6 separate regions of the Mus musculus genome follow, and regions 1, 3, 4, 5 and 6 are each linked to region 2. A link is a contact called in public Hi-C, HiChIP or PLAC-seq and promoter capture Hi-C data. All regions are on one chromosome and are shown on one strand. The core of a region is the stretch at or near the end of the contact, and the rest is flanking DNA. Distances in the headings are between cores, read along the strand shown.

Region 1 (5,134 bases), core at 677-3,176, 1.1 Mb before region 2:
CAGGTTTTTCCTAGGGTGTTATCAAACTTTGGTGACTCAACCTTGGGAACAACACTAGACACACCTGGGAAACATCTAAAAGTCTGAACACCCAGGCTACACCTCAAACCCATTAAATTAGACTCCTGGCATGCAATCCAGTATCAACAACCTTTAGCATTCTTAGAAGACTCCACTCTCTTTTTATGAGTCTATTCTCCAAGGATGGTTAGGACAGGAGTATGGAGGCCAAGGAGCAATCCTGGTAGCTACTGGCACGTGGGAGAAGAAAGGCATTCCTTCCGTGGAGCTGTAAACTGTTCACACTGAGTTCTAAAGCCATTAACTTGGAAGAATTAGTGGGAAGCAAGCCCCGGTAGACAGGATACTAATATAGCAATTAAACCCCCATGAATTAATCAGAATGCAATCAAACAGTCAGAGTTCTCTCCACTGATACCTGAATTTGAGAACTATTATTATCTGCCACTCTGCCCCTGTCCCTTTGGTTTGCCCTTTTGCAATGGTTAAATGAAGACAACAACAGAGGGCATTTAGAATTTCAATCAGAGAAATATTTGTACGCCCTAAGCTTGGGATTGAAGTGAGGCTCTTTAAAGATGAGTTTAATTGACAGGTCTGGGTCTGAATTTCAAGGGACCAACTACGTTCCTTTTAAACCACAAATCACTCCCAAAATCCTTATAAAATTCTATCCCCCCCGCCCCTTTTTGACCCTTATACAAGAAGCCATTTTTGTTGTTGAAATGAAACACTTGCCACATTCTGCCTGTTTTCTTGTCCAGGGCCAAGGGTTTCTGTACGTCCTGGGCTGACTCAAGCTTTCCCTGGTGGTCATAACCACAGGGCACTTCAAATGCAAACCTTCAAAGCCACTCGTTCTAAGGGGTGAGGTGGGTGGCCGCTGAGTATTTTGAGATTGTATCAACTTTTCTGTTGCCACCTTTTAACCTAGATACTTTCATTTTCTCTGTAACTCCTTTCCTGTCTATCTGACTTTACCCGTATGGACTTCTGAGGACTGGAGGATAGGTTGTAATTGCTCGCTTCTAGAAGGCATTAGCTTTGGAGCAGTAAATCACAGACTTGTTTTAAGAGTACCCTGCGTTTGTTGTGGTTGTTGTTTTTGAGTTAGCACTGTGCATTCTGAACGTTTCTCCCTTTCAGTCCACTTTGCACTAGTCACCCTGGACTCTTCCTATAGCAGAACTCTTCTGAACAGAATTGACACTAGGCAGATGCTAGCTCTGGAAATGGAGGTCCTTCTGTGTTTTCTCTCTGGCTGGCCTTTCTCACAAAACTCCTTGCAAGTGCAGTTCAGGATGAAAATGCAAGAGGGTTTTAGCAAGGCACAGTAAAATAGCCTTAAAAGAAAGATCCTGCTGTGTATTCTTAGAGGGGCAGGGAAGTAAGGGGTTGGGGGCAATGTGTGTGTGCCCTGGTTGTGGTTGTGATGGTGGCGATAGTGGGATATTTGTTGATGAGAATGATAAAGGGACACTATTCCACATCCTCTGTATTTGCAAGGCGCCTGGAAACCCTTGGGCAGCGGCATGCAGCTGAGTACCCTTAAGGGCCTCCCAGCCCTTCCCACTTAGTGGAGAGGCGCACAACCTTCCCGGCTGGCCCGGGTGACTGCGTGCGTGCATGCTGCGGTAGGGTGCCCTGGGGTCCGCCGGATGATGCCCCCGGGGAGGGAACGGTTCTTACAGTCACTGGTCAGCGCGAAGGGCACGCGGCGGTGGCCGAGGGAGTGGTCTTCAGCGGGCGCTTCGAGAAGCCTCTTACCGGCGGGCAGCGGGAAGGCAGACGCGGTGTGGAGCAACACCAGGCAGACAGCCACGACATCCCATAACTTCATCTTAGAGTCCCGTCCGGCGGCGGCACCTGCGCGGGCGGGCAGCGGGGAAGAGAACCGCACCAGGCAAGTTAGGCTCAGACGCCCAGGACCCTGGTGCTGACTGCAGGGCAGCCTCTTCACCACTTCCCTGCCCCCCCCCCCAACCTGCTCCCAACTCACAGCCTCTCCGCCCGCACTGCTTTTGATCGGTGCTTCCCTAAGCACCCCGCCCTTGTTCTGGTTTACTGCCCGCCCATCTTCCTTCATCCCTGGTACACCCCAGGTGCAGCTCGCATTCCCAACGGGTGCACTGCTGACCACTCTTCGGTCCTCCAGCCTCCAACTTCCAGAGGTCAGATTATGGACATAAATTTATACCACAACTCCGGGCCCGTTGCTTCTACTGGCTCGCGCGACATCCCATATTCCCGGGGGGCGGGGGCGCACGGGGTAGCCCCCATCTGGCTACCTTTGCCCGGCCCTCGACAGACAGAGACCACCCTTCCCCTCCCCAGCAACTCCCATATGTGAGCTCTGGAAGCCATCCTTTCGCTGATGCAAACAACAGGCTTTTTACCTCTGGGACTAAAATCAAGCTCACCTATCTGTCCCAGGCTGGACCTTTCTTCTAACTAGGCAGGGTGTAGGCTCAGGCTTGGTGGAAACACTTGCCCTCCCTCTGTCTACCTTTTAAACATCCTGGCTAAGTGAAAGAAAAAAATGTCACCAGAACAAGTTCATGTGACTTTGCAGACTCTGGCCTGCATAAAAGTGCCAAGTTAAGTCACTTAACTTCGGAAGCATCGGTTTGGCTTAAAATACCAGTTCCACTTCTTAGGATCATTAACTCACGAACAAGTCCAGAAAGTGCCCAATAAATGTTTTACCACTGTTAGTAGGCGGCGACTGGATCTATCTTGACATTTAAAGCCCTCCGTGGTATACCCGAACACGCCCTTGATTTTAGTTTTGCAGCTTTGTGAAGTTTTGGTCCTAATTCTGTCCCTCTCAGCAGAGATGCTATCTTTCGGTTCCCCTAGCTACTCCAGGACCCAGGACCGTAGTAAGAGTCCTGAACACCGAGTCCTTTGGACTCTTAAGACCTCACATCTCTAGAAAGGAAGAAGGCCTTGCAGTCTGGGGTGAGCTTGCTAATAAAGAAGGCTATGTTCACTTGGCGAAAAGTCCCATCCAAAGAGACGGGGGAAGAGAGATTGAATCACTTCGGGTATGGTGGTACTCTGTCACTCACAAGTCCCGTTGTTCCAGCATGGGGAATTGGCTGGGGAGCATTCTCAAATCAGGTAAATCATGCATTTTGAGAAAACAGTCTTGACATTTTTAATGGGGGAGGGCAAATCAGTTTTCAGGTACACACACACACACACACACACACACACACACACACACCTCCCTGCACCTTTCCTATTAGTCTCCAGGCTTTTGCTTCTCTCTCCTTTCCGGGGTACATCCCTCCCGCCCCTCACAATCTCCACCCAGAATTCCAGTCTAGGTCCCTAGATAAGGCCACTAGGAAAGCATTTAATTCGGCTGCCACCTCCCACTGCTGCGGAGACGAATTCATTTTCCATCCCTTGGGCGTCTGTTTTCTCCGCAGCTGTTGGGTTCGGAGATTGGGAAGCGACGGAACCACACAGCTCCGGGGTTCCGGCTGCGCGGGCTGGCTCGAACACCCCAGAGGAGGGGGAAAAAAAAAGACTCCCCTGGCTCCCGCCCCTCACGCAGCAGTGCAGAGAGGCGCTTCGCGAGCGGGGAGCGGGGGGGGGGGGGGAAGGCAAGGCCTCCGGGGTGCTAGCTTTGCCAGCTCTCGGGTGCGTGCGAAATGGCTGGCAGTCCCGAGCGGCAGGGAGGCGCGGGGTTAAGGCGCGGTCCTGGATCGCCGTGCCGGTCGGCAGGAAGCGGCGGAGGCACCAGATTTCCCTTCCGCATTAAGAGGGTTTTCCTATTTATTTATTTATTTATTTATTTATCTATCTCAGTTTGGCTCACGGAAAGCTTTTAAAATTGGACATGGCGAGCCTCGATCAGAAGCGAGGCGACGCTGGCAAAGGAGGAAAACACTTGAAACATTCACTCTCTGCCTCGCCAAAGGAGACTCTCCATCTTATTGTAAGCGGGCAGCATCGGGCTTCCCGAAAGCACCCCGCCCCCAATCCCGAGGAGGTGCAGGAACACTCTTCTCTGAGAGACGCGGGACCCGCTCTTCGCTCCTCTCTGAGCCGCTCTTTAATTGGTGGCACTTGCTCCCCCCCAACACCCGGGTGGGGATGGGGTGTGCATCTCCCTGGATGCTCTTCCAAGGAGTCCATCTGGGCCCCGCCCCGCATCCCTACTTTTCTTTTTACCGATTTCTACCCTGAAGCGTTGGCCAGACCAGTTCCCGCCGCGCGTGGCCTTTGCTGCGCGTGCTTAAGGCACCGGCCCGCGCGGGGTACCAAGCTTTTACTCCGAGGTTGACTCTGCTAAGTGAACCCCATTCTCTCTCGGACTTGGAAAGCCGGTTCTACTCTGCATCTGGGATCAACTCATCCCAGCGGGGCAGAGGGATCGCTCTGTGCATTTGGGCACCAGGTGGGACCTAGGACGGGGGCTGAAGGATGCTCAGAAAAGCCGCGGTAGGGACTGCCAAATCGCCGCTCACCAATTCTGAGTTCCCGGCACCAGGGGGCACTAGAAACCGCTCGGGCCTTGTCTTCCCGCGGCGGGTAGGCTGGATTGTCATTTAAAAATATAAAACAGTAGAAGAACCAATGTTTCTACCACATATCCCCATACTAGTGCAGGGACCTATAGACGTCCTTATGTGAATCCTCACTTTTCGGGTTTCTATTCTTTGATTCTCTTTCCCCATATCCTGTCTCCTCATTTCACCTGAGGTGGTTGGCAACCTACTTTTAGACCCCCTAATCCTCTATCACCTAGAAAACTCTGCAGTGGGTGGCCGCTCCCTGCCACCAGTGCCCCCCCCCCCCCCGCACATTTTGGGGCTAGCAGGCTGGAAAGTTTGTCTGGGATTTGCTTTCAAGACCTGGTGGCCTGGGAGGAGAGTTTACTATAAATTCGGGTGTTTCCTGTAGGGTCTGGGCAGAAATTACTAAAAGATCTGTTGCTTGTATTCACTGTGCTCAGTGTCCTTGACTGAGGACGCATTCTCTTACCACTGCCCTATAAGTGGCCAGCCCAAGATGGAGAAAGGGAGAAAATATGGGATGCTTCCCGGGGAAAAAAGCCAGGGGTGGTTCTGTTTATTAGAGGAGCCAAGGTAGAGTTCTA
Region 2 (4,513 bases), core at 914-3,413:
GGTCAACTGGCTGTGAATACTTATTTGCAACACTAGTACGTTTTATCCCGGCAAGCAAACATAACATTGTCTAAGCATTTTACGTAACCCTAGAAACAGCTGCTCATCACATAGCCGTTTAAGTCAAGTCTTAGAGAACTGATGATTTTCAATCGTACCCACTGATTTGTCTTCCCGAGTTCCTATTGAAGTGAGGCAAGTTTCATATAAGCTTGTATATAAGCTTTTCTACCATCCCAAATTCTGACAGCCTCCACAAAAATATATAAAGAAGATTAACAAAATCCCACATCTGAACAGGTTTATACTGTAGGTACTAGGCTCTAGTTAACCAAGAGGTATCTTCACACAGTTTCTCCGTTACCAATTAAATCAGTGGCGAACTACATGGTTAGAAAAGCACGATGCAAAATCTCAGGTCTGAATTATGATACTCAGAACCGCTGTCTGGAAAACCTACTTTGTATACATTTTTCAGGTATATATTAAGTTTACAAATTTGAAAAAAAAAAACAACTAAAGCTTGACCTTTTTTCTATAGTGTTTCTGAAAGCTGGTTAATGGTAAGAGTGTTCCAGATCACTGATGTAGTCGCCATCTCTAGGACTGACACACCACTGCACTGGATCTTTAAAGAGGTTCCCCTTTGAAAGGGCTCCTTTACTCAAAACAGCTTCCTAAACTATCAGAACCAAATGCTAAACAACAAACACGTGTTCATGAAACTAAATCAAAACTAGTCTTTCAGTCTACACAGAAGGATTCTTACAATACAAAAACCGAAACAGAACTGAATTACGCAGTCAATACAGAGATGGGTCCCCCAAATCCCACATCCACCAAATAACTTTATACGACGGTCACTACATACAGGGTGGGTGGGGGAACCAAATTCATGTCGTATATACAATGTTTACGACTGTTCTTGTCTTGTTTTAACGTCCTAAGGTGTTTCACGGATCTCAAAAAGTGATTCCGTAACAGCAGAACTAGTTAAGTTACACTCCACTCCAGCGCTGTGGAGTCGGACCGTCCGGAATCTGTAGACCCAACTCCTGTTTAAGGAGGCAGAGAACGGACTGATGCTTCGGCGAGATACTGGGAGATGAAACACCAGCCCGGGGGCCGGTGACCGAAGCAAGAAAATACCGATCGTTCGCCGGGTGCGGTTCTTAAAAACAAAACACACGCGGGGCTCGCCCTGCTGGGAAAGGTGTAAACAAACCCAGCTCTCCTCCACTGCAGCCACAAGGTACACAATGAAGCGGCGGCCGAGTGAGGGGGCGGGCGGTCTCCAGCCAACTACAGCCCCAGCGGGCCCGGGAGACGGGAAGCGAGCAGCAGGGAGCTGCGGCGTGAACCAGACACTTAGCAGTCATCACGGGCTCTCCGGGTTCTCAAAAAGCTGCGGGGACCCCCCCCACCCCACCCAAGAGGATCCCACGGGCAGGGAAGAGCAGTCCCGCAGTGAGCAAGAAGCCGGCAGGGTCCAGCATCTGCTCTTGGGGGGAACGGGGAGGGCAGGATGTGGTCGCTCTTCCCACAAACATCCTCCAGCAACCTAAATAACAACCTCTACCTTGCTCCCCCACCCACCCCGTCCAAGGCCGCCCCCGGGATCCGGAGGTGGGGGGACCCGGGAGCGGACGGAGGGGGGACACACACGCGACCGAGCCGGCCGGGGAGCTCCGCAGCCGCCCGAGGCCCCGGAGCGGGCTCAGCCCCCCGGGCAACCCGGGCCACCCGGGCGCGGGGCAGGGGGATGGGCGCGGGCTCGGCCCCTCGCTGCCCCGCGCGGCTCGCCTGCCAGCCCGCCCGCCCGGCTGCCCGCGCCTCCCCGGCGGCCGCGGCGGCCCGCGTTACCTCGGGTCAGATCGAGCGGGACGTTCTCCTCGCCGCTGTCATTCCGCCCTGTGCGAGACAAGACACACAACCCCAGTTAGAATCCATCGCAGGCCGGCGGCGCCCGACGCCCCGCTCGTCTTCCCCGTCCAACCTCACCCCACCCCATCCCCAGGCCCGGAGCAAAGCCGAGCGCCGCGACCCGTGACCCGCACCGGGTGAGGCGAGCGAGGGCGGCGAGCGGGCTTACCTCGTATTCGGAGGTTCTTCAGAGAGCGGCCGCGGCCGATCGCCGCCATATTGACGGGTTTCAGTCACAACACCGGAAACCTCGCCCGATCGCGCGAGAACCCCCTTCCCCTCCCCGCGCGCCGTTCCCGCCCCCTCCGCCCCCCTCCCGCGGCAGCGCCCCCGCCCCTCGGCACGGAGGCTCGCCCGCGGGCGCCGAGCAACGCGCCGCCGCCTGTGCCGACCCGCATTGGGCGGTGGGATGCGACCCCCGGCGGGGGGACACGGGCAGGGCGTCGGGGCGCAGGCGTGGTGGGAGGCGCAGTTCCCACGGGGGGGGGGGGCGCCCATTGATGTGGCCCGGGACTCTGGGCGCGCGCGCGGCGGAGGTCGGGATGCGGGCGGGCCACCTGCTGGCCCGCCCCGCCGCACTCCCCGCGTGGCTTTAAAGCCCGTTTCCTTACTCATCGGCTAAAATTGTTACCATTATTTTTATTATTATTATTAAAAGAGAGGGTGGGGTCCGGGAAAAAGGCGCGCGGCGCACAGTTAGGAATGTCGCTTTGATCCTTTTCCCAGAACCGCGGCGCCCCGAGTGAACACGTAACAAAGTTTGTTTTCCACCCACGCTCTGACCATTGAGCTAAGCGGCTTCGCGCTTGATCACAGGCAAAGCCGCTCGCCGCCGCCGCCGAGAGCTGGGCGGCAGGGCGGAGGTTTGCTTTCGGTCCGCCGGGCATCCGACGTGCAAGGAGTGCAGAAAGCGGGCGTGCAGGGCGCTCGCCCGAGCGCGGGACTCTTTCCCCGGCGCGCGCCAGCGCCTGGAGGCCCGGGACAGGGTTTCCTCTCCCGGAGCCCGGGGAGGAGGCTGGGCGCCTCGTCCTGGCTTTCTGTTACTCCTACATCACTGGCTGATGCCGATGTCGAGGATCGATGTTTTTAATGCGGACTAGTCACAAGGATTAGTTTACGGGTTTCTAGAAGCGGGTTAGTACGCACTCATTTGGCCCTTAACCCAGCAACTCTCTTAAGCTAGATTACTTTAATGAGAGGATATTTTGTCTCCTCCTATTCCTCACCTCTCTCTTCCAGACTTAAAAGTCCAAAGTGGAGATCTTGCCTTAACCACTTAGTTTTTAGTACAGACGTCAAAAACGAGTATCTGTTAGTGTAAACCTTCAGCTCCTTTTGTTCTAATAATGTTCTAAATAATAATAATGTTCTCACTAAAAAAAAAAAAAAAAAAGCAAACCAAAACCTCTCTAAAATCAAAAAGAAAAATAAAAAAATATTAGAAAGACTCTCCGTGTTAATAATAGTGAGCAATTGTAGACTTGAAAGCCCAAAGGTAGAAATTATGCAAATGTAATTTAAAATGACTTTGTTGATCCAGTATATTAACAGAGTGGTATTAAGTAAGCAATTACAGATTTCCTTTACTCATAAATGCTTGAAATACATATAAAATTCAAATGGTTCATTATAAAATACTTTTACAAGCATTATATAAGGAAAAAAATCCAAGATGTGTATCTGAATGTAAACTACTATTCCCCTTTCAATTGTGGGATCATGCCTGCATATTTTCTTCTTGCTTGGTCACCTACAACCAATAGTTGTGGTTGGACTTTTAACCAATAGTCGATCTATGACAGTTGTAGAAGCAACAAAAGTTTTTAAAAGAAAAATAAAGAAACACCAGGAAAATAAACTTGAATTGCTGCTCTCTTGGGGTACTACCCCATATCTCAGGATGAAGTCTGCATTCTGGCATCTGCTGCCCTGTTGCACTTAGCTTTAAGGATCTAACACAATTACAGTGCTTTAAAGAAATATTCCCTGACACTATCAGCACAAGCCTTGATAAACAACAAAATTGCTTCCTTTTTATATAGCTTCCAAGTCTCTATGGAAGTTATTTATTCTATTTCCTGCCTTAGATGAAGACCACAAAGCTGGAGGTCTGGCCAGAACATGAAAAAGTTTATCTTTCATCCCTCCACACATCACAATCACTAAAAACAAAATAAATTAGTAGAAATCTGTCCATAAAATGCTAGCAGATTGTCAAATGGTCCTTCTGGTGCTAATGTCCATCCTCGCCTGTTTTAAGTCATTTCCTAGCCTGATGTAAGTTCCTTTAAGTTCCAGGCTTTCTTTAAAGTGAGTACAATTGACTGACTTTAAGTTAGTAGAGGAACTTGCGAGTCTTTCATCTTCATAACTGTGTGTCCTTATTTGAAGACCACTATTTATTTATTCCATCTCTTCCAGGAGGGGGAAAACACACATCATTTTCAATCTAGCCATCATTGTTTGTTTTCTTCCGTTTCTATTTCAGGGAATTGGGTTCTCCACATTTGCTCTTAAAGTGGGTGGCTTTCTGACCAAAAGAACAAAAGACACTCATCTAGGGATGAGGACTTTAGACATAATAAACATT
Region 3 (5,059 bases), core at 1,446-3,945, 1.7 Mb before region 2:
AAACAGTATCCTTGTCTAAAAATTCTGTACATGTAAAGAAAAGAAACAGAACTAAATAAAGTCTTTACTGTACAGCTTCCAGCCCACTGCTATATTAAATTCTAAGATCTACTCTCCAGCTACTGGGAAATAAAATTTCTTACATTTGTACTTTTCCAAAATGCCTTTCAGTAAGCTAAGTAAATCTAAAGAGACGTCAACCCCAACGGTGAGCAAAATACCAACACGAGGCTTCCCTCATGTTTCACAGAACCTGTATTTCAGAAAATCTAAAAATCCCTGTAGCTTTTGCTTTGACAGCATAATTAAGTAGTAACCGAAGTCCTTTCCACACCCTCTCTGAATCCCAGTGCCCGGCATGCATTAGGTCACCAATAAATACTTGCTGAATGAACTTTTCCAGTAATGCTGCTGTATCTGAGCCGAGCCAATCAAATTCTTAGACTTCGGTTCAGTCAGTCAGTCAGTCTTGCATGTATTTGCAAGAAAGGGGGGGGGGGGGGGCAGACAGGATTAAGAATGCATTTTTGTGAGTCACTAGAGTAATATGAATTAGCCCACTAGGGGCAAGGCCACGTGATCAACAAATGTCCAGGCCTCTGCCATGCCATCTAGAGAAACCTAAAAGCAATCATCTTTATGAGCTTTCGAATGTCTAGAAGAGAGCTTTCTCCTGACCTCTAATAACCTTATCTCGGTTCCATCTAAACATTTTTCCAGTTTTCACCGTCTTTCATAAAAGTTCTGTTAGGTATTGATAAACTCATAGTAAAGGGTAGAGTTCAGAAGTGAGGGAGGGGAGTGACTGAGCCATCCACAGCGCGCTATGCAGAACACCTGCGAAGGAAAGTTAAACTTCATTTCCTGAAGCCCTGAAGGCTACTGGGGAAAAAGAGCCAGACGAGATAGAAAGCCCGGAGGAAAAAATGAGAACGACGCCGCCAACATGGAAGGTAAACAGAAGTGCTGGAGGCACCAGGGTGACATGGGGCAAAACCCTGATGACGAGGGCGCCGCCAAGTCCCAGGGGCACTCTGGGGAAGGGGACGGCAGAAGCATGGCGAGGCTTAGTTCTATTTGCACGGATATCAAGCCCGGACCTTTTCCCCCACTTGCAGGACTCCTTGGGCCGAAGTCACCGCCCTGACTTACTCCCTCTGGTCGCGATAGTCATCTAGTGTCAGGAGTGCAGAAATGACAAAATCTTTAACACCTCACCCCCAGTGACTTCTAAAGCAAAAGAATAACCTGTAGGCGAGCTGTCCTATACATCAGTGCATAGACAAGCAAACGATTAACGCTGACAACTTATTTTATTTAAAAAAATATAATATGGTTCCTCCTGAGTAAAATGTGCTTACCTACTGGCACTTTTTACCTGAAGAATTAGCCCCCTTACAATTTATACAAAAACAAACAAACAAACAAGCAAGCAAACAGAAAACTGTGTGGCGATGAAATGCCCTCCGGTTTTACAGTAAGACACTACCATCGGGTACGGTACTGTATTCGTATTCACATTTTGTACTCCAGCCTTGTCCAGAGCCTCTGAGTTTTCAACATACAGAGGAAAACGATGTTTTGAAGTGCGCCGGTGCCGGGGCTCCGGTGCCCGGCGTCAGGATGGCCTGGGCTCCACCCACACCTAGATCGCAGCGCCAGAGCGACCGGCTCCTTGCTTGCACAGCGTCGCCTACAGGCCTTATCCCGACTACCAGGGAGGCAATCAAAACCACCGCCAAAAAGGAAAAAAAAAAAAAAAAAAAAAAAAAAAAGAGGCAAGTCCAGCAGCCCTCTCGTATTTCCAGAAATTAATGCACCACCACCACCACGATCACGATTCCAACTCAGCCAGGCTGGGAGTCTTCACCTCCGAGGACTGTGTTCTTCGCAGAAAATAACCCAGACAGACATAGGATCCGGCCGCTCCCGGGACGATCCATCCATCACGGCTGCGGGAACAGCGTTTGAAAGGTCGGCATCCAACCCGCCGGCAGCGGGAGCTCGGCTTCCCCCCGGGGCCCGGGGCCGGCCAGTCAGGGAGAGCAGCGCGGCCTCGGCTGGCCGCCTTCTCCGGGATTGAGGGTGGGGGGCTATGAGGCCCGGAGCGCCTGAGAAGAGGGAGATCCCGGCCTCACGCCACCACAGCGGACCAGCGCCCGGCTGCTGTCGCCTCGAGGGGGACCAAAAGGAAAAAAAAAAAAAAAAAATCAAGCCGGTCACCCGAGCAACGGCGTAGACGCCGTCTTGCAGAAGCGACCCCACGGGCAGCATCCACGGCCGTCCGTTGCACAGGACAAGGGCACGGAGCAGAACCGCCGCTGCTGCTCCCGCTGCCTCCGCCGCTGTCGCCGCCGCCGCCGCGCCTCCGGAGCCCGCGGGAGCCGGCGCGCTGAGGCAGAGCTGCGAGCCCGAGTGGCGGCGGCGGCGGTGGCGGCGGCGGAAGTGGAGTAGGGAAGAGGGGGTGGTTGTTAGTGTTTGGCGCCGGCGGAGGGAGTCATTCCTGCAGCTGCACTTCCGGTCGGCATTTTGTTCTGAGAGGGAGAGACGGAACGAGAGAGAGAGACACACACACACATACACACACACATACACACACACACACACACATACACACACACACACACACACACTGGGCTCCTTCCCCCCCGCCCGCCCTCCCGTCCCTCCCTCCCTCCGTCGGTACCGACTCACCCGACACCAGCAAAGCCGCCAGGGAGGGACGCCCCCGCCGCCAGGAGGATTGGTTCCCGGGCCCGCGGCGATGCCCCCCCGGTAGCTCGGGGCCCCCGGCCGGGTGTTTGTGTGAGTGTTTCTATGTGGGAGAAGGAGGAGGAGGACGAAGAAGAAGCCGCGATTTGTCTTCTCGGCTGCTCTCCCCCCGGCTCTACATGTTCCCCGCACTGAGGAGACGGAAGAGGAGCCGTAGCCACCCCCCCTCCCGGCCCGGATTATAGTCTCGCTCTCTCGCTCTCTCTCTCTTGCCACCGCGGCCTCGGCCTCCGCTTCGGATTCAGACGCCGATTCGCCCAGGTAAATTCCTGCTCTTTTATTTCGGCGGCGGCGGTGGCGGCGGTGGCGCCGGCGCCAGGTCCCTCAGCGTTTCTCCTCCTCGCTCCCCTCCCCGCCGTTTCCTCAGCGGCCCCGGGTCTCTTCCACGGGGCGAGTCGAGAGAGTGAGTTCGCTCGCTCGCTCCTCTCCGGCGGCAGCCACCCTGGGTGGCGGCGGCGGCGGCGGTGGCGGCGGGGTTCGTAGCCTCTCCCGGCCGGCTTCGGTGACGGGGAACCGGGCTCCCTGCCGGGCGGCCGGGGAGGCGTAGGCCCGGCGGAGAGTGCAGGCCGCGGGCCAGCGGAATCTACTTGAGCTCGGGGATTAGGAGAGCTCCGGGCTGAGCGGAGCGACTGCTGGTCGGTGACAGGCCTCGCCCGGGAGAGGAGCCGTAGCTAGTGAGGAGGCGGAAACAATACAACTATCAGCAAATGTGCCCCGATCGTCCCCCATATTTACAACTTTCCCGGTCCGGGAGTGGGGAACGTCCCAGTGAAACAAACAACCCCCCTTCTTCCCCCTGTGACCCCATGAAGGGAGGAAGTAGTTTCAGTTAGTGAAACAAATGTAAATACTCAGACACGGCTACAGTGGTAATTCTCTGCCAAACTTGTTTGGACGTTTTGGAAAGTTAATAAAGACTGGTTTCCTTTGTAAAAGGATCAAACCGTCCACATGTATATTTAATCTAGAAAACCCTAGCGTTGTGCACACTGCACATCCCCGCCCAGGAGCTTTTATGTTGTTTGACAGAGTGTGTTGCACATGGACTTTTTATTCAAAGACCAAGTAGAAAGAACTTGACAGGTTTACTCCGACACTTTGTATTTGTATCTGTTATGTAAGGATAATTTTAAATGACTACATAAAACTCTCTGGATACTTTTTAGCCTAAACGGGTGCAAGAATACAAAGAATTCTAAGTGTTTTTGAGCGTACATGGAGATAAGGATGAAACCTATTTTCTTTCAAAGGATAGAAGTTAAGTTGCACTTAGAATCTTTGGGAGGTTTAAAACACACATACATATACACACATAGAAGGTGCCATCCTTTCTTGTCAGGGCAGATCTTAGTGAGTCCCAGGATTGTCATTGGCTGTTTGTACCATGATGTTTGACTGTGTAATGAGCGAGGTGTCATTTTAATAGGTCAAATGTATCTGTAGATGCTGGAGAAAAATACCAGTTCTGTATCTTACCAAGTTCTAGTTCACGAGTAAGTTAGATGTTGGGAGCTTGTTTCTCGCGGCTTTGGCAATGGAAGTTGGTGTAAGACGGAAATACCTTTTTAAAAGTCCTCAGACTTTAAAAATTGCACAGAAAAAGAAATGTCCCGTTTGATACTTTGTTTCATATTCGCTGAGGGAGAACTCATTTGTTAAAAGGTAGCAACACTACTCAAGGCGGCCCCTCGTAATGGTAGTGGTTAAAATAGCCCTTTAAATATTCTGGGTCTTAAGTTTTTGTCACTGTAGAATAACTTTTTTGCGGGTTATTTTTGAGTTTAGCATGCTGCTTACAAAAAATTGCTCCACCTTTCCTGAAAACGTATGGATAAATGTTAAAAAGAGTGAAGTTAATATAGCTGTCACGTACTAGGCATGTTTTTAATGCTATAAATCCGTGTAGTAGTCAGTAGCGTGTCCGTGATTTGTATTGGTCGGGGAGCAGTTTGAATTTTAAAAAGCCTGAAGGTCCTGCTGAGCCCCAATCCCGGCCTCCCTCCCTCCCACTAATCTCCCATTCCTGTCTTTGTGCTGCCTGCTCCTGTTAGACTCTGTTTGCTACGGGGCCTCAGGCCTACGGGGGTGAAGGCGGTGTGTGTGTGTGGGGGGGGGAGTATGCCAGGAGGGAATGCTGAAGTGAGGAAGACTTCCCGTCTTGAGAAAGCAGTTTGGGGGAGGGGGGGCGTGTAAAAGGTTGGGTAAAGGTGTCATTAAAAAAATGTTTTAAAGGCTCTGTGATTATCGTTTCAACTTTTATCTGAACTGTATGTCAAGAGATGAATTT
Region 4 (4,725 bases), core at 2,148-4,647, 1.5 Mb before region 2:
GGGGCTGGAATAGTAGCTCAGAGGTAAGAGCACTGGCTACTCTTCCAGAGGTCCTGAGTTCGATTCCCAGCAACCACATGGTGGCTCACAACCATCTGTAATAAAGTCTGGTGCTCTCTTCTGGCACATAAGCATGTATGTAGGCAGAATACTGTACATAATTAACAAATAAATAATTTTTAAAAAATAATTGTAAGGGGATTATGTAGGTTTCCCCACTCTAAGGTGTGAGTGCTATATCATATTTTGTGAATGGCACTCCTGGATTATTAATGCCTTATGGCCCACCTCTCCTATCCCAGCACTGAGGTTACTTTATAGCATACTCACAAAAGACACAATATTAGGAAACACTTCACTGTTTTGGTAGTGCAAGCATAAGAAATTCAACACTCCCTTGATATGAAGAAACTTGATATGATGAAAAAAAATTGAAAACAAAAGCTTTCACCTAGATAGATGCCTCAATTCTCTGTAAATGCTAACGTATACATTAAAACTGACACACCCACCTGCCATACCCATCCTCATTTTCTGAAGATGCTAACTTGTACATTGTAACTTTAACACACACACTCTGATGTTTTTTGAGGCCACAGACTATTCCTATATCTTACCAGGAAAAGCACATATTTAACATATATCAAACCTAACTTAGTATTTGAATAAAGGAAAACTCACTTGACCCAACCAGGATACTCTGGGCCAGGGTTTTTTCTGCTTGATACTTGTTGATGTCAAAACTTCTAATCTCATCTCCATGCTTGTTGAGATACCAATGACCAATCAAGCAAAGCCAGTCACAAGATCCTGTGAATAATAACAGCAATAACAAATAGCCTGAAATATTTACAAAGGATAGGTTTTCTCAACACTGACAAAATAACAGATGGAAACCACCTAAGTAAGGGAGGAAAGATTTGCTGTGGCTTCATTTCAGAAGGCCCAACTCTCAGTGGGCTGTTTGCACAGAATACCCTGCTGTAGGAGCACAGGGAAGAGCAGAGTCTTCGCCTCACAGGAGAAAGAAAGCAGAGGGAGTAGGGATAGTGGACCAGGATTAGCCTTCAAAGGTGCACCCCCAGTGACCTATGTTCTCAGACCAAACTCTTTAAGTTTCTAGAACCTCTCAAAACAGTATCACAAGCTGGAGACAGAATATTCAATCAAGATAATGAGCCTACGGGAGACATCTGAAAGTCAAATGGTAACACTGAACATGTTAATTTACAAGTTGGAGAACTTTTAATACATCTATAAAAATTCTTTTTTTAAAAAAAATTTATTTATTTTTATTTTATGTGAATTGGTGTCTTTCCTGCATGTATGTCTGTGTGAGGCTGTTGGATCTCCTGGAGCTGGAGTTACAGTTGTGAGCTGCCATGTGGGTTCTGGGAATTGAACCCACGTCTTCTCGAAGAACAGCCAGTTCTCATAACTGCTGAGCCATCTTCTTCAGCCCCAACAACTCTCTTTTTAAAAGGTAAGAAATTGCATTCTGTATTTCATCCACATCCTGAACAGAGGCAAAATGTATTTGCTTTCTTAATACGCTACTTCTCAGACAGTGGCCATAAACATAGTTTCATATGATCTGCATTTCTCAGTGTAGCTGACTATATTTTAGTAAAGAACGGCAAATTCCCTAGCCTCCTGCTCTGCCGATTCCCTTGACGTTAAGGTAGACTGTGGGATTACTCTGGCCAAGAGAGTACAATGGAAGGGACACTATGAATTTCCAAGGCTAAATCACAAAAGGGGAGAAAAATCCCTGGAGTAACCATTTATGAAACTCCTCTCACCAAGTAAAGCAAACGACCGTCAGCCCACACAGCTGTGAGCAAGTCCAAACTAGCTCACCTGAAGAAGCCTCCACAGTCCTGTTGCTACTGCACATGAAGTTGCAGCTACTCCAGAGGCTGAGGCAGGAAGACCAAATTCAAGGCTTCTCTGCCCAGACCTGAATTTATGGCCAGCCCGACCCTGCCTCAAAATGAAAAGAGCTGCCATACCACTGTTTTGGCACGTGAGGTGGGGGGGGGACATTTTTTTCAACTCAGGTTCTTCCCAAATGATTCTGGTTTGTGATAAATGGACATGAAACTAACCAACCAGTGTCAGCGAAGAATCAGAAGCTCAGGTGTTCCAAATGAAGGATGATTTAACCACACAAGGCGGCCAAATGAAGCATTTTATTCTGCATCAAAAAACAAAACAAAAATGCTATATTATTCAATGCCAAGTTTCCTAAATTTGATGACTACTCATGTAAAATAGCATTACCAGAAATATGCATTATTCTGAGTATGACAAGTGAATATAAGACTATTTAATATACGCAATCATCTTCAAATCAAAAGCTATTTCTAGGTAGTTTAATAATTCCTAAATACTATACATATGCACATGTAAAGAGAAAAATAAGGTACAGCAAAACATAAGGAACTGGTTAATCTAAAATACATATTTAATTACATTATGCAACTTTAAATGCAAAATTGATAAAAGGCAACAGGAGAAAACCCAGCACGACTGAGTTAATCATCGTTAGATTCTACTGGTGACAGCAACTTGTTAGTTTTGGTTTTGAGGGATTAATTGTATTATGTTTTTTGTCTAATGAGTCCTTCTAGATGTGAAAGACACTTAAAGATTTATGCAAAGGATTTGTTTGGGAAAAGATAGACATATTTTTTTTTTCAAGTAAAGCATAAAAGATAGAAAGACAGCAAACCCACTTCAAGATTTCAGTACGGTGCGCTACAGAATCACGTACAACCTCCCGTCACTTAGAATTCTAACAATCACCTCTCTCCTGGGATGCAGCAAACACCATTTTCTGACGCATACTGCAAAGCCTCTCAAAACACTGATGCTACTGGATAGACCAAGCACTACACAACAGACACTGCAGATGGAAGAACTGATTTTTAAAAAAAATCCGCTCCATGGCGCAAAAATATATGTATGACAGGAGTAATCTGCCCAGTCTACGGGAACCGGGGAAAGGTACCTTTATTTCAAACAAATCGGAGCATACAATTTCAAGAAAATCGCTGACGTCCCGGGCGGGGTTTGTGCTACGGAGGATGCTAGGAACCCGCGTCCATCCCTCACTGCTCTGCCGTCCGCTGGGGTCTCCTCAGAGGTTTCCTCGTGGCTGTGGCCGCAGAGTCCTGCCCGGAGGTCCCCTGTGGAGGTGTGAGGGGCCACGGCGGGGAGGGGACGCCTGCGACCCAAAGAAGGACCTGGGCGGGACGGCGGGCGGCCGCGAGGAAAACGGAAGTCCCCACAGCTAGCCCGGAGACCCTGGGAGGCGGGGGGCACGGGGACCGAGCCCCTGGGGAAGGTCCCAAGGCCGCCACCTCCCACCGAGGACCGCAGAGGCTGCGAAGCCGCTGAGCCCTGGAGGAGGCCGCGCCCGCCACCCCAGAGCCGTGTCCAGGCGACGCGTGGGCGGGGCCGCCCCACTGCGCATGCTCCATGCCGCTCCGTGGGCGGGCACCTGACGGATCCCCGCCCGCCCCGCCTCCTCGGCGTAGCCAGCTTTGCGCCGGGGTTCTGGGAGAGCGCTGCAAGCCTGCCAGAGTGGGTTACCTCCACCGAGTCTGTCCTGCCCTCCTGCTCTCTCCTCAGCTCGGTAGTCCTTTCTCTCTCCATCCATCCCTGGCTTCCCCTCGTGCAAGACTTTTGAGTTTCCGAGCTCTCCGTGGAGCTTGGCATGAGAATGCCTTAAGAACCAACATTTAGATCTGCGCTGTTAAGAGCAGTTGTTGCCTTTGTGGAGGACCCGATTTCAGAGTCCCAGCACCTACGACATAACCCTGAGTAACTCCAGTTCCAGGGCATCTGACACTCTTTTGTGGCTTCTGTGGGCACCAGCTACAAAGGTGGTGCACATACATACACGTAGGCAAAACACTCATAAAATAACAAGTTAAAAAACAACAACAACGGGCTGGTGAGATGGCTCAGCGGTTAAGAGCACCGACTGCTCTTCCAAAGGTCCTGAGTTCAAATCCCTGCAACCACATGGTAGCTCACAACCATCCATAACAAAAATCTGATGCTCTCTTCTGGAGTGTCTGAAGACAACAGTGCACACACATATAATAGATAAATAAACAAACAAACAAACAAAAACCAACAACAACAACAACAAAAACTTGCCGGGCAGTGGTGGCACGCCTTTAATCCCAGCACTTGGGAGGCAGAGGCAGGCGGATTTCTGAGTTCGAGGCCAGCCTGGTCTACAGAGTGAGTTCCAGGACAGCCAGGGCTACACAGAGAAACCCTGTCTCAAAAAACCAAAAAAAAAAAAAAAAAGTCTCTAGCCAAAACTTCAGCTAAAATTAGACAATAAATCGTGTTGGTCATGGAATTCTTCACATGTCATGAAGGATTTATCACAATTGGTTATCGATCAAATTAACTCATAAAAAGAATACTCGTCTTTTACCTGCTCAAACAAGGAGCAAAAGTTCAACCTTAACTCATCTGTGCACTTTGCACAATCCACACAGGTATCTTACAGTACTAAACTGTTGGTTGTAAGATTCACGTATTGCTGAATGTGCAGCTCTGACAAGGTTCATCCGCATGGACGCTGAAATGAGCTGCTGCTCCAGCCCCCTCCCTTCTGATGCTGTCTCCAGAGACTTGCTTCTAGAGCAGCTTCAGGAATAGCCCCAGGTTCCAGACGGATTAGGTTCATCCAGCCTTTCA
Region 5 (4,881 bases), core at 429-2,928, 1.4 Mb before region 2:
CTTTTCAGTTTAAAGTTTAATATATCATGAATCTCAAAATTTCTTCTCCTTGACAATTGAGGAGCTGAAACTATTACTTATGAGCTTAAAGGTTATGGATACATAATATCATTCATAAAGTTCTACTCCAGTATCTAATGGCTGCTTATTTATGCTCAGAAAAGAAATATTAGCACCAATAATAACATATTTGAGAGTAGGCAAAATAAATTAGCCTTACTGGTTGAAGTTCAGGGTAATTTGTCACTAGTAATCTCTTGAGGCAAACCCAAACTTCCTTGCTACAAATTATATACATCTTGTGCATAGGAAAAGTAACTTGCCTTCACAACCATTTCTTCTTATTAATTCATTTAATAACCACTCAAGAGTGCCTGCCCAGCCATTATATTATGAAGACAGACTAGGGTATCACATGGTAGGTGGGCCTTATTTAGTTGGAGGCCTACAAAGTTCTACAGATGCTTTCAAAAGCAGGAGAGATTTAATTTGATAGTTGGAGATGAGCTGGTTGGATCAATGACTTGGTGAAGAGTTAAAGCATTCAGGACTATGTGTTCTGAGGCCGCTCCCTGCACTAAATGGGAATGTTGAAAATGACAAGATTGGAATAGAAAGGTTTTGGAAGTCAGGCTAACCTTTTATTAAATTTGTATTTTTTTGTGGTGGAGATCCAATACAGACCCTTAGCCTTGTCTATGCTAAGCAACCACAGATCTACAGCTTCTTTGTACTAATAAATTTTTCTTTTACTCTAAGGACAATGGAAGCATTAGATAATCATTATCAATGAACCATAGACAGAGACAGGAGTCTAATATTGGGGCTCAGGAGTAATTTTATCAAAGAATTTTCATTCTTGAGTGGACTACAAGGCTCAGTAGGAAATTGTCTTTTCTGCTAAGCTTGTGACTTGAGGTCCACCCCCAGAACCACATAGTAGAAGAATAGGTCTGCAGGTTGCACAGTAAGGCATGTTTATACCACGTCCACAATCATTGAGTGCATGTGAAAATGAAGTATTTTCACTTGGCTTGGTAGCACACATCTTTAAAAGCTTGGGAGGCAGAGGAATCTAGATGGGTCTCTGAGTTCTGGGCCAGGCATGGATTACAAAATGAGAGACTCTGACAAAAGAAAAATTCAACCAAGTATTTGTTTTAGACTTTAAAAGTATATTAAATGATGTGTCATTAAGAATAGGAACAGAGTTGTAAAGAAACTAAAATAAATTGGAAACACAGTAGTTATGTAACATGTAACATTTGGAACCCTTAGTAAACAAGGCTAGCCTAGAGAGTGGAGACTGAGGGCAAGCGCTTTAAACATTCCTAACAACTCTTCAGTTTTCTGGCATCTTTATAACTAGATAGTGGTTTCTTCAAGCATACTGAGAAGATGGGCAGCAGTGGAAGTTTCATCATGTACGTCAAGTACATTACGAATATAGATAAAAGTAGCATGCAAATAACAAGATTCTGTTGATTTCCTTAGAAACGTGCCAGGACTTTGCTTGAGAACGCATCTGAAACCACCGAAAGGTTTTAGGGAACTCCCAAACTAGACCTCCTCGTGGCTTGTCAGCGCATTCCCTCCGCACCGCTAGGGGGCGAGAGTCCGAAAGCCTGCCTACCCACGCAGCCGGGCCGCTCTTGGCGACGCGGTCTCGGTGACGACACTTCCGTCGGGCTTGCCGGGAGTCGCGCGCTGCTGCATCCACGGAGGCGGTGGGCTCGGGCAGTCATGGAGCACTCGGGAACCAGCGAAGGTGGGTGTGGGTTAGGCGGGCCAGCCGGGGTGGAGGGCCGTGCTGGGCACTGGAGCGCCGGGCTGACGGCCGGTCTGTCCTTTGTTTCTTGCTCCAGTGACAGGCGCAGACACGGCGGGACCCGACCCTCAGCTGGCGGTCACCATGGGCTTCACAGGATTCGGTGAGTGACTGCCCGGGGCAGAGCCCAGCCCGACTTCGCCCGGGGCTTGCGAGTAAAGGGTAGGAGAGCTGCCACTTTTGACCGGCGCCTTCCGCCGTGCCAAATCCGAATCGGTCCCATTTAAACTGTTGAGACCAGTTCAGGTGACAGTTGGAAACCTTGACGGAAAGGGATTACTATGGTGACCCAGTCTGAGAAAGACATTTAGTGGCGACCATTAAATAACATTTTGGTGGATATAGCGTTTCTTCCTCTTCAGTCTTAATGTATACCCTGGTCTTGTCACATTATTAGGTGATTTAAAAGAAAAAACAGTCTCAAAAGACATAATCATCTGTTAATAGTATCAGTGCTAGAAAAATCAAATGGAAATTGACCTGTAATTTGTTTTGGGAACAAATGTCTCTCTGATGTACCTAGTTCTCATTCATTCATTGTTTCATTTATTCATCTACTTAGCTTCTTCTAGGTAATTAGTCGATAAAAGGGTAGTTACAGTATTTACTTTTTTTCTTTCTTTTCTCCCTTCTTTTCTTCTTTTTCCTTCCCTCTTCCACCTCCTCTTTTCCTCTTCTTCCTATTCATTCTCCTCTTTTGTTTGTTTGTTTGTTTTTTGTTTTTTTCTAGACAGGTTTTGTGTGTGTGTGTGTGTGTGTGTGTGTGTTTGTGTAACAGTCCTGGCTGTCCTGGATATCACCCTGTAGACCAGGCTGGCATCGAACCCGTAAAGATCTGCTTGCTTCGGTCTCCCGGTTGCCTGGATTAAAGGCTTGAGCTACCACCACCCGGTGGATTTATTTTTTTAAAAGATAAATGTATATATAGTTATATTTCTGAGCGGTTGTTTTGCCTCTATGTCTGTGCACCATTTGCCTGCAGTACCTATGGGGGCCAGAAGAGGTCACTGGGTCCCATGGAACTAGAGTTACAGATGGTTGTGAGCCACCTTGTGGGCCCTGGGAACTAAACATGTCCTTTGCAAGAGCAACAAGTGTTCTTAACTTGTGAATCATCTCTCCAACTCCTGTTTTTGACTTCAGAAAATTAGGAGAATCACGAAGAAAAGGAAGTCAAATCTGTTTTTTTTTTTTTTTAGATCTCCTGGTGCATATTAAAATTTAATATCATATTTATGAGTAAACATTGCTTTTTAAGACAGTATTTTGCGATTTTCATGTATTATATTCTTCCAAAACATGATTTTTTTTTTGAGACAGGGTTTCTCTGTATAGCCCTGGCCGTCTTGGAACTCACTTTGTAGACTAGGCTGGCCTCGAACTCAGAAATCCTCCTGTCTCTGCCTCCCAAGTGCTGGGATTAAAGGCATGCGCCACCATGCCCGGCCTCCAAAACATGATTTAATTTTTGGTAGTAGGAGGACTCAACAGGGCTTCCTGCATGCTAACTACCTGTCCCATTACTAAGCTGCACTGTTAGAACTTGATTTATTTTAGTGTCCAGAGATCTTGTATCACTTAAATTTTATTTTTTGTTTGTTGAGAGAGTTATTAAAAACTTTAATAACTTGATACAAGAATCTAATTGAGTGGCTGAGGCAGGTTTCAAGTTTGAAGCTAGCCTGGACTATGTAGTTAGACTGTCTTTACTTATTTTTTGTTATTTATTTTTATTTCTTAGTTAAAACAGGACCTGACACAGCTCAGGCTTGCCTTAGACTTTGTATGTAAGCTGAGGATGACCGTGTGCTTCTGACCCTTTTTCCTCTTAGCTCCTTGGTTCTGGGATTTTACCGTGTAGTATGCACCTGGTTAGATACTGTCTTTTTGTTGCTATTTAGAAAAAAACTAAAAAATTGGAAAACAAACAAAAACCCATGGATACCTTATTCAAGAGTAGGAGGGATGGATAGTCTGTGATTATGTTAGTAGGTGGAATTTTTTTCTTTTTTTTAGCTCTCATGTATATTTATCATAGCTCATTAATAGACCAATTAAAAGATAACCTTATTTGTTTGTTTGTTTTGTTTTGCTTGAGACAGGGTTTCTCTGTGTAGCCCTGGCTGTCCTGGAAGTGCTCTGTAGACCAGGCTGGCCTGGAACTCAAGTGCTCTGGGATCAAAGTGTGCCACCACACCACCACCTGGCTTTCATACTGTGTGTTTAAGATATTTTGTAATATTTTGTTTCTTCTTTGATAGTTTCATTCATATCTACAGTGTATCTTGATCATCTGGCCACTCCTCTTGGAACTCTTCCCTCTTGCTCTCTTCAGACTCCTCTTATACTCTGCATTCAGGTAGTGCTGCCTGCATTTATGTGGGCTCTCTACCTCTGACCATATCCCTGGAGAGAAATGTTTCCCCTCCTCCAGCTTCCCTAGTTGTGAATAGGTCCTCAATTGGGGGGTGGAGCCTTATGAGCCCCTTCCCTGTCCATGTTGCAGTTATCAACTGCCTCTTTCTCTGTGGGTCTTGTGAAGGTAGTTGTAGCTCATGTGAGTCCAGAGAGCATGTCCATGTCACAGCTAGAGGACAGATGTCCTGTCCCTTCTCCCCTGGCCCTGATTTTCTTCCTACACCCTCTTCTATGTATTCTGTAAACACCACAGGGGTTGGTCCAGATGCCTCTTAGGACAGAGCATCCAGCAGCCCCTTATCAAAGTGCTTTGACAGTCATGAATCTCTGTATTAGCATTTCTCTGACTGAAGTTGAAAGCAGTGCTAATCTATGGGTATAAACATAAATATTTAGAAGCAGGTTGCCACTATTGACACTATGAGCTCCTCAGTCAGAGACTTTTGACTAGGCTCATAGTACTAAGTATTTCCTTCTATGGGTCGGCTTTAAGTCCAGTCAGAAGAGTTGGTTACTCTCATAGCCTTCCTGCTTCTGTTTCCCCAGTGGGCATGTCTTGTCTGGCAGGTCAGCTCTGTAGCATGCAGAGTCCACTGCTGGGTAGTCTGCTCATGACTTTAATCCCCGACTGGCCT
Region 6 (4,884 bases), core at 1,140-3,639, 1.5 Mb after region 2:
GGCAGTCGTCCTGACTAGTTTTATGACAAATTGGCACATCTAAATTCATCTGAGAGGAAACCCAAATTCAGAAAATGTCTCCATAAGGTCAGATTGTTAGCAGGAAAACCTGTAGTGCATTTTTTAAATTAGGGGTTGAGCCTGTTATGGATGGGACCACTGGACTGGCAGTCTTTCTCTACAAGTCGGCCCAGCAAGCCAGTGAGCAGTACTCTTGCATGGCCTCTCTACAGCTCTTGCCCCCAGGCTCCTGCCATGACTTCATTCAACGATGAGCAGTAATGAGAAGATGTGAGCAAAATAACCCCTTTCCTCTCCAACGGTTTTAGTCATGGGAAGGACAAATATCTATTTTTGCTCATAATACAAACACACGCCAAGCTTAAAAGATGGGTAAAATGCACCCAAAATAATAAGCAGATAACTTCTGGTAAGCTATGGTTTGAGTGTGTCATGTCCCTTAAAGGTATATGTATGGACACTTGGTCCAAATGGTGGCACTATTTGGAAAAGTTGCAGAACCTTTAAGAGGTAGTGACTCAGTGGGGAATGGATCACCGGGGTCTGACCTAAAAATTTTAAATACCAGCCCTGCTTCCTTCCTTCCCCTTTGTCCTGTTCCACCAGGGTGTGAGACATGAGAAATCCCAACAGCACACTCCTGCCAGGGTGGAACTATTGCCATTATGCCTTCTCTGCAATGATGGGCTGTATCCTGTCAGCCTGGGAGCTAAAATAAACTCTTCCTCCCTCAAGTGGCTTCTTGTCAAGTCTTTAGTCACAGCAACAAGACTAATAATCAATGCACACCCCCACCTTTTATTTTAAGATTGAGAGCCAGGTATTCAATTAATATCTTCAACTGTAGCCACAAGCAGCTAAACTACCTGAGTAACTGCACAATTGCCCTTAGCACACTTGCTGCAGTCTTCAGAGACTGTGCACCGTTTCCTGCTCTCTAGGCAATGTTAATGACTGCTCTTCTTTCCAGGTACTTGAGCACGTCTGCAGTCCCAGGGCTGTGAATCACTGACAATCTCTGTCATGTGCCATTGTGTACTATCTTCTCTTAAATCATTTCTTGTTGTTTTCAAGACCCTTCACTTTCTCAGTATGTGTTTTGTATGTACAATGCACAATACCTGGTAATAAACAACTGCTATTCATATTCTCTAATATAAATTATAATCATATAATACATATAATAGTGTGTGTGTGCGCGCGTGTGTGCATAGTGTACACTTGTGCTGATGTGTGTGTGCAGGCGTTAGGACAGCATCCTCCTTTATTGCTGTCGATGTTATTTCCTTGAGACAGGTCTTTTCTGAGCCTGAAAAATGCAGGTTTTGTAAGGGTAGTTGGCCAGTGAGCTCCTGGGATCCACTATCTCACAGTCAACAAAGCGGGGATCACAGGCACACATGTGCAGGTTTTAAATGAGTGCTGGAGATTTGGACAAAGGTCCTTACGCTTATTCAGCAAGAATTCTTATCAACTGAGTCATCTCCCCATCTAACTCACAAACTTTTTATTGCTATTTTAGAGTTCATTTCTTATACTTAGGAGAGCAAGTTTACTGTATCTTGTACAATCACCAGAAGTGAAACTCCATACATCCTGTTCTCACTGTCTCCCTTCAGCACACCAGAGGCAACTCAAGAGACTAACCTAAACCATCCAGGTTGTTATTTAGTCCAATTCTTTTTCTTTATACCACATGCATAATTGTGTGGGCCTTAAACATATTTCTCACTTTTCCATTGCACTTGGACACAGCAAAGAGATTTGTGAGTTATATGTTAGCAAACGCTAACAGTCACTGAGCAGACTGCAGTGCCAGTTACGTGACCTTCATTACTCTACTGGAACTGGACCCTCACCAGAACCCCAGGTGGCATTAGTCATTATCTCCACTTCATAAATAAGAGAGCTGAAGATTAAAGAAGCTACCTTCCCAAATATAGCTAATGCTGCAGCTACAAGGGTCGGGTAGGATTTGAAGGCACCAAGTGTAACATCAGAGCCTCATGCTAAGCCACACTTGGTCCTATTTCCTCACAAGGCATCCTTTTCAAAAGGCCATGTAAGTTTTTGTAAGTATACTCCATGATGCAGTCTTCAGAGGTTATACATGATATTCATGTATACACATGAAACTGCCTAGCGATCCACATCTCAGAACATGTCCACTACATTACAGAAAATATGCTGCATGTAAAGACCCGGACTCCGTAAAGCCAGGGGGTGGGGGTGGGGTGGCTCCATCAGGAAAGTGCTTGCTGCACAAGCCTGAGGGCGTGAGTGCAGTTCCTCTGCACACACATAAACCTCAAACACAGCACAAGCTTTTGAAATATCACCACTGTGGTGACAGACAGGAGGATCTCCCGGATGGACTGGCCAGCCAAGGTAAGTCTCATACCATCTTGACAAAGCACAAAGAGTGCATAGTGGGAGTGTGCTTTACGAAGTTTGCTTTTATACTCATTAAAGGCGTGGCGGTCAAACCACAGGTTTGTGTTTTGTTGGTTTTTTTTGGTTTTCCGATCAGAGTTTCTCCGTGGAGCCCTGGCTGTCTTGGAACTCACTCTGTAGACCAGGCTGGTCTGTGCTCAAAGCTTAACTACGAGTTAAATGTTCAATTAAAGGAAGGCGGTAACCTCTGATTCCAGCCAAATCATACAGAAATAAGTAAGCCTAGACCACTGTTAGAGCCTTTTGGGGCTTTGAGGGGCTTTTGCAACCAGTTCTTATACAATGTAGCCTTGGCTGGCCTGGAACTTACTACATAGGCCAGGGTAGCCTCAAAGTCCGATCCACCTGCCTCTGACTCCTGAGTGCTGAGATTACAGGAATGTACCACTGAGCCCAGCTCCTTCATAACCTGCAGCTCACAGAATTCCTCGATGAAAAGACATCTACCTGAGCACTGTTTAATTCTAGGTGAAAGGCTTCTAATAATGTGGGGACCGTGTGGCCACCTTCCCCCCTCATTACTCAGACTACCTCCTTATTCGTCTCAGCTGTTTGTCAGTATCGTTTTACCATGTTTTCTATTCTTGAGTTTCTTGCATGAAATACAATCCCATGCACCCCATTACCCTCCTGCAGCCCCCCTCACCCCCTAACAGGTTCCCTCCCAATTTTTCTTCCCTCCTCTTCTCCACAGCCCAGGAGGTCCAATCAGAGCTACCCATGTAAGCATGGTTGCTGGACTGCACAGGAGGGTGGGCAACCTGCCAGCTCTACCCCAACTTTATGACGCATCAGCACAATTCTGGGTTGTTCCCCAAGAAATCACAAACCTCGGTTTTTAAATGTATTGTACTTTTTATACACATATGAAACATTCCTCCATTCCTTTAGACCAAAAGATTCTCTCTATAGCATACTTGCTTAAAGACTGACTATTATACAGTTATAGGAGATATTATAGTTACTCAGTAGCACCTTTGTTGGTAGGTATTAGAAACTGGGTTTTAACCAGTCCTTTTTTCAAGTGAAGGAAGACCACAAGTTCTTTCACCCAGGCCATAGCTACCTGGAACAAAGAAAACTATGTAATCCAAACAAGCCAAGCCATTGTCTAGTTGACTCTGTATAACTTCTATGGCCTGGTCCAACCGGCATAAGCCTATCAGATTCCTCTTTGTGGAATCTGAAAACAGGAAACTCAAGAGTTGAAACTATGTAGAGAAGCAAACTGACAAAATAAGAAAAGTAGTAATAAGATACAGAAGAGAAACTCACTGCCTGTGGTACTTTGAATAAAAAAGGCCTCCAGCCTCCCACTTCTCAGAGGAGAAGAGAGGCCATATGTGAAGCGATGTCAGGAGGGGATATAAAGTGATAAATAAATAATTAATGGGAAAAATGGCTCCCAAAAGCTCGTATATTTGAATGCTTAGCCACAAGAGAGTGGCATTATTTGGAAAGATTAGAAGGATTAGGAGACATAGCCATGTTGGAGTGGGTGTGGCCTTGCTGAAAGAATGTGTCATTGGAGGGAGGGCTTTGACGATTCAAAATACCATAGAAAGCCTTTCACATACACACTGTGAGCTCTCTCTCTCTCTCCCTCCCTCCCTCCCTCCCTCTCTTCCTCCCCTGCAGCTCCTCTCCTCTTCTTTGTGCCTATGAATCTGAATGTAGCTCTCAGCTACTGCTCCAGCAACCTGCCTACATGGTACCGTACTCTCTGCCATGATGGTAAAGGACTAACTAAACCTCTGAGATGTAAATAAGCCCCCAAGTAAATGCTTTCTCTTATTAGAGGCACATTGGTCTCTTCACAGCAATAAAACAGTGACTACAGAGGCCTATAAAGACTGGCTCCCTTTTCTGTCTCTAACCTCCCCTCTGACCTGGCCCCTTTCCATGGTGTGCTTTAATCATATTTTGACCATACTCCTTGCTATTCCTCAGATACACTAGGCATACATCTGCTTTAGGGCATTGGTATTGTTATTTCCTCTGCCTGGACTATTCTTTTCCCAGATAATCATATTATAAATGCCCTATGCTTAAAGGCTCATCTAGATTACTTTCTTTGATTCTAATATATCACAAGATTCCCTTGCTCACATAGCCTAGATATTATTATTATTGTCTAACTAGTTCAACAATTCAGTGTACACAAATCTCAGTCACCTTTACCTTTCTGCCAAACACATTATTTCTCTAAATTTTTATCAAATCAACTTTCAGATTTCTTTTGTTTCCACCAAACTTTGATAAATCCTTCGAAGAAAATCATCAAAGCAAATTGATATGGCCCACATTCACACAGTCAAATATATAGTGAACACACATTAGCTGCTACAGGTTGGGCATATAGCAATGAAGGACACAAAATGTCTACTTACACAGAACCTACATTCTAAT

What was found. Promoter capture Hi-C pulls out the DNA fragments that hold promoters and counts their contacts. A called contact is a pair of places that touch in the nucleus more often than the background predicts. HiChIP or PLAC-seq counts read pairs in DNA pulled down with a chosen protein or histone mark.
Region 1: a promoter capture Hi-C map of embryonic stem cells shows a contact between it and region 2, with 2.9 times the contacts expected there. The contact joins the promoter of Gdnf here to the promoter of Rictor in region 2. A contact is called at or near these places in 6 of 39 promoter capture datasets (the 3T3-L1 cell line, 3T3-L1-derived adipocytes, cranial neural crest and 2 more), 2 of 484 Hi-C or Micro-C datasets (embryonic stem cells and uterus) and 1 of 115 datasets of contacts at active chromatin or transcription factors (extraembryonic endoderm stem cells).
Region 3: a contact with region 2 is called in a Hi-C map of the N1E-115 cell line, with 6 times the contacts expected there. The contact joins the promoter of Nipbl here to the promoter of Rictor in region 2. A contact is called at or near these places in 5 of 39 promoter capture datasets (the 3T3-L1 cell line, hippocampal neurons, liver and 1 more), 2 of 484 Hi-C or Micro-C datasets (CD4 T cells and the N1E-115 cell line), 2 of 115 datasets of contacts at active chromatin or transcription factors (astrocytes and pancreatic cancer cells) and 2 of 9 other capture datasets (adipose tissue and liver).
Region 4: a contact with region 2 is called in a promoter capture Hi-C map of pre-B cells, with 5 times the contacts expected there. The contact joins the promoter of Cplane1 here to the promoter of Rictor in region 2. A contact is called at or near these places in 7 of 39 promoter capture datasets (the 3T3-L1 cell line, 3T3-L1-derived adipocytes, the C10 cell line and 3 more), 1 of 484 Hi-C or Micro-C datasets (cardiomyocytes), 1 of 115 datasets of contacts at active chromatin or transcription factors (regulatory T cell precursor) and 1 of 9 other capture datasets (liver).
Region 5: a promoter capture Hi-C map of liver shows a contact between it and region 2, with 7 times the contacts expected there. The contact joins the promoter of Wdr70 here to the promoter of Rictor in region 2. A contact is called at or near these places in 15 of 39 promoter capture datasets (the 3T3-L1 cell line, 3T3-L1-derived adipocytes, the HPC-7 cell line and 10 more), 2 of 484 Hi-C or Micro-C datasets (Sertoli cells and erythroblasts), 7 of 115 datasets of contacts at active chromatin or transcription factors (the 230-238 cell line, astrocytes, embryonic stem cells and 2 more) and 2 of 9 other capture datasets (liver and pancreatic islet).
Region 6: a contact with region 2 is called in a FOXA1 HiChIP or PLAC-seq map of pancreatic cancer cells. The contact joins the enhancer-like site here to the promoter of Rictor in region 2. A contact is called at or near these places in 9 of 39 promoter capture datasets (3T3-L1-derived adipocytes, the HPC-7 cell line, HPC-7-derived erythroid cells and 6 more), 2 of 484 Hi-C or Micro-C datasets (the HPC-7 cell line and pancreatic cancer cells) and 9 of 115 datasets of contacts at active chromatin or transcription factors (T-cell acute lymphoblastic leukemia, embryonic forebrain, embryonic stem cells and 4 more).

Annotation. Positions count from the first base shown.
Region 1 is chr15:7,812,342-7,817,475 of GRCm38.p6, reverse strand. Gdnf (glial cell line derived neurotrophic factor) reads right to left here and starts at 1,926. Exons shown (of 2, transcript NM_001301357.1): 1 at 1,711-1,926. The coding sequence starts at 1,861.
Region 2 is chr15:6,706,031-6,710,543 of GRCm38.p6, reverse strand. Rictor (RPTOR independent companion of MTOR, complex 2) reads right to left here and starts at 2,163. Exons shown (of 38, transcript NM_030168.3): 1 at 2,093-2,163; 2 at 1,864-1,911. The coding sequence starts at 2,141.
Region 3 is chr15:8,442,099-8,447,157 of GRCm38.p6, reverse strand. It overlaps Nipbl (NIPBL cohesin loading factor), which reads left to right and starts at 2,695. Exons shown (of 47, transcript NM_027707.3): 1 at 2,695-3,033. LOC102634078 reads right to left here. Exons shown (of 3, transcript XM_017316813.1): 2 at 3,194-3,443; 3 at 1,295-3,095. The coding sequence ends at 1,867.
Region 4 is chr15:8,167,778-8,172,502 of GRCm38.p6, reverse strand. It overlaps Cplane1 (ciliogenesis and planar polarity effector 1), which reads right to left and starts at 3,397. Exons shown (of 53, transcript NM_001162906.1): 1 at 3,014-3,397; 2 at 2,109-2,197; 3 at 682-810. The coding sequence starts at 762. It also overlaps the pseudogene Gm46494.
Region 5 is chr15:8,096,006-8,100,886 of GRCm38.p6, reverse strand. It overlaps Wdr70 (WD repeat domain 70), which reads left to right and starts at 1,678. Exons shown (of 18, transcript NM_001081402.1): 1 at 1,678-1,768; 2 at 1,866-1,931. The coding sequence starts at 1,744.
Region 6 is chr15:5,202,951-5,207,834 of GRCm38.p6, reverse strand. All of the region lies in intron 2 of Ttc33 (tetratricopeptide repeat domain 33), which reads right to left. Among named protein-coding and RNA genes, the nearest start is that of Ttc33, 20 kb to the right of the region's middle. Within about 2 kb of position 2,389, at least 10 of the 459 cell types and tissues checked have an H3K27ac peak or open chromatin away from gene starts, as enhancers often do. A contact at or near this core is called in pancreatic cancer cells, where this site is marked.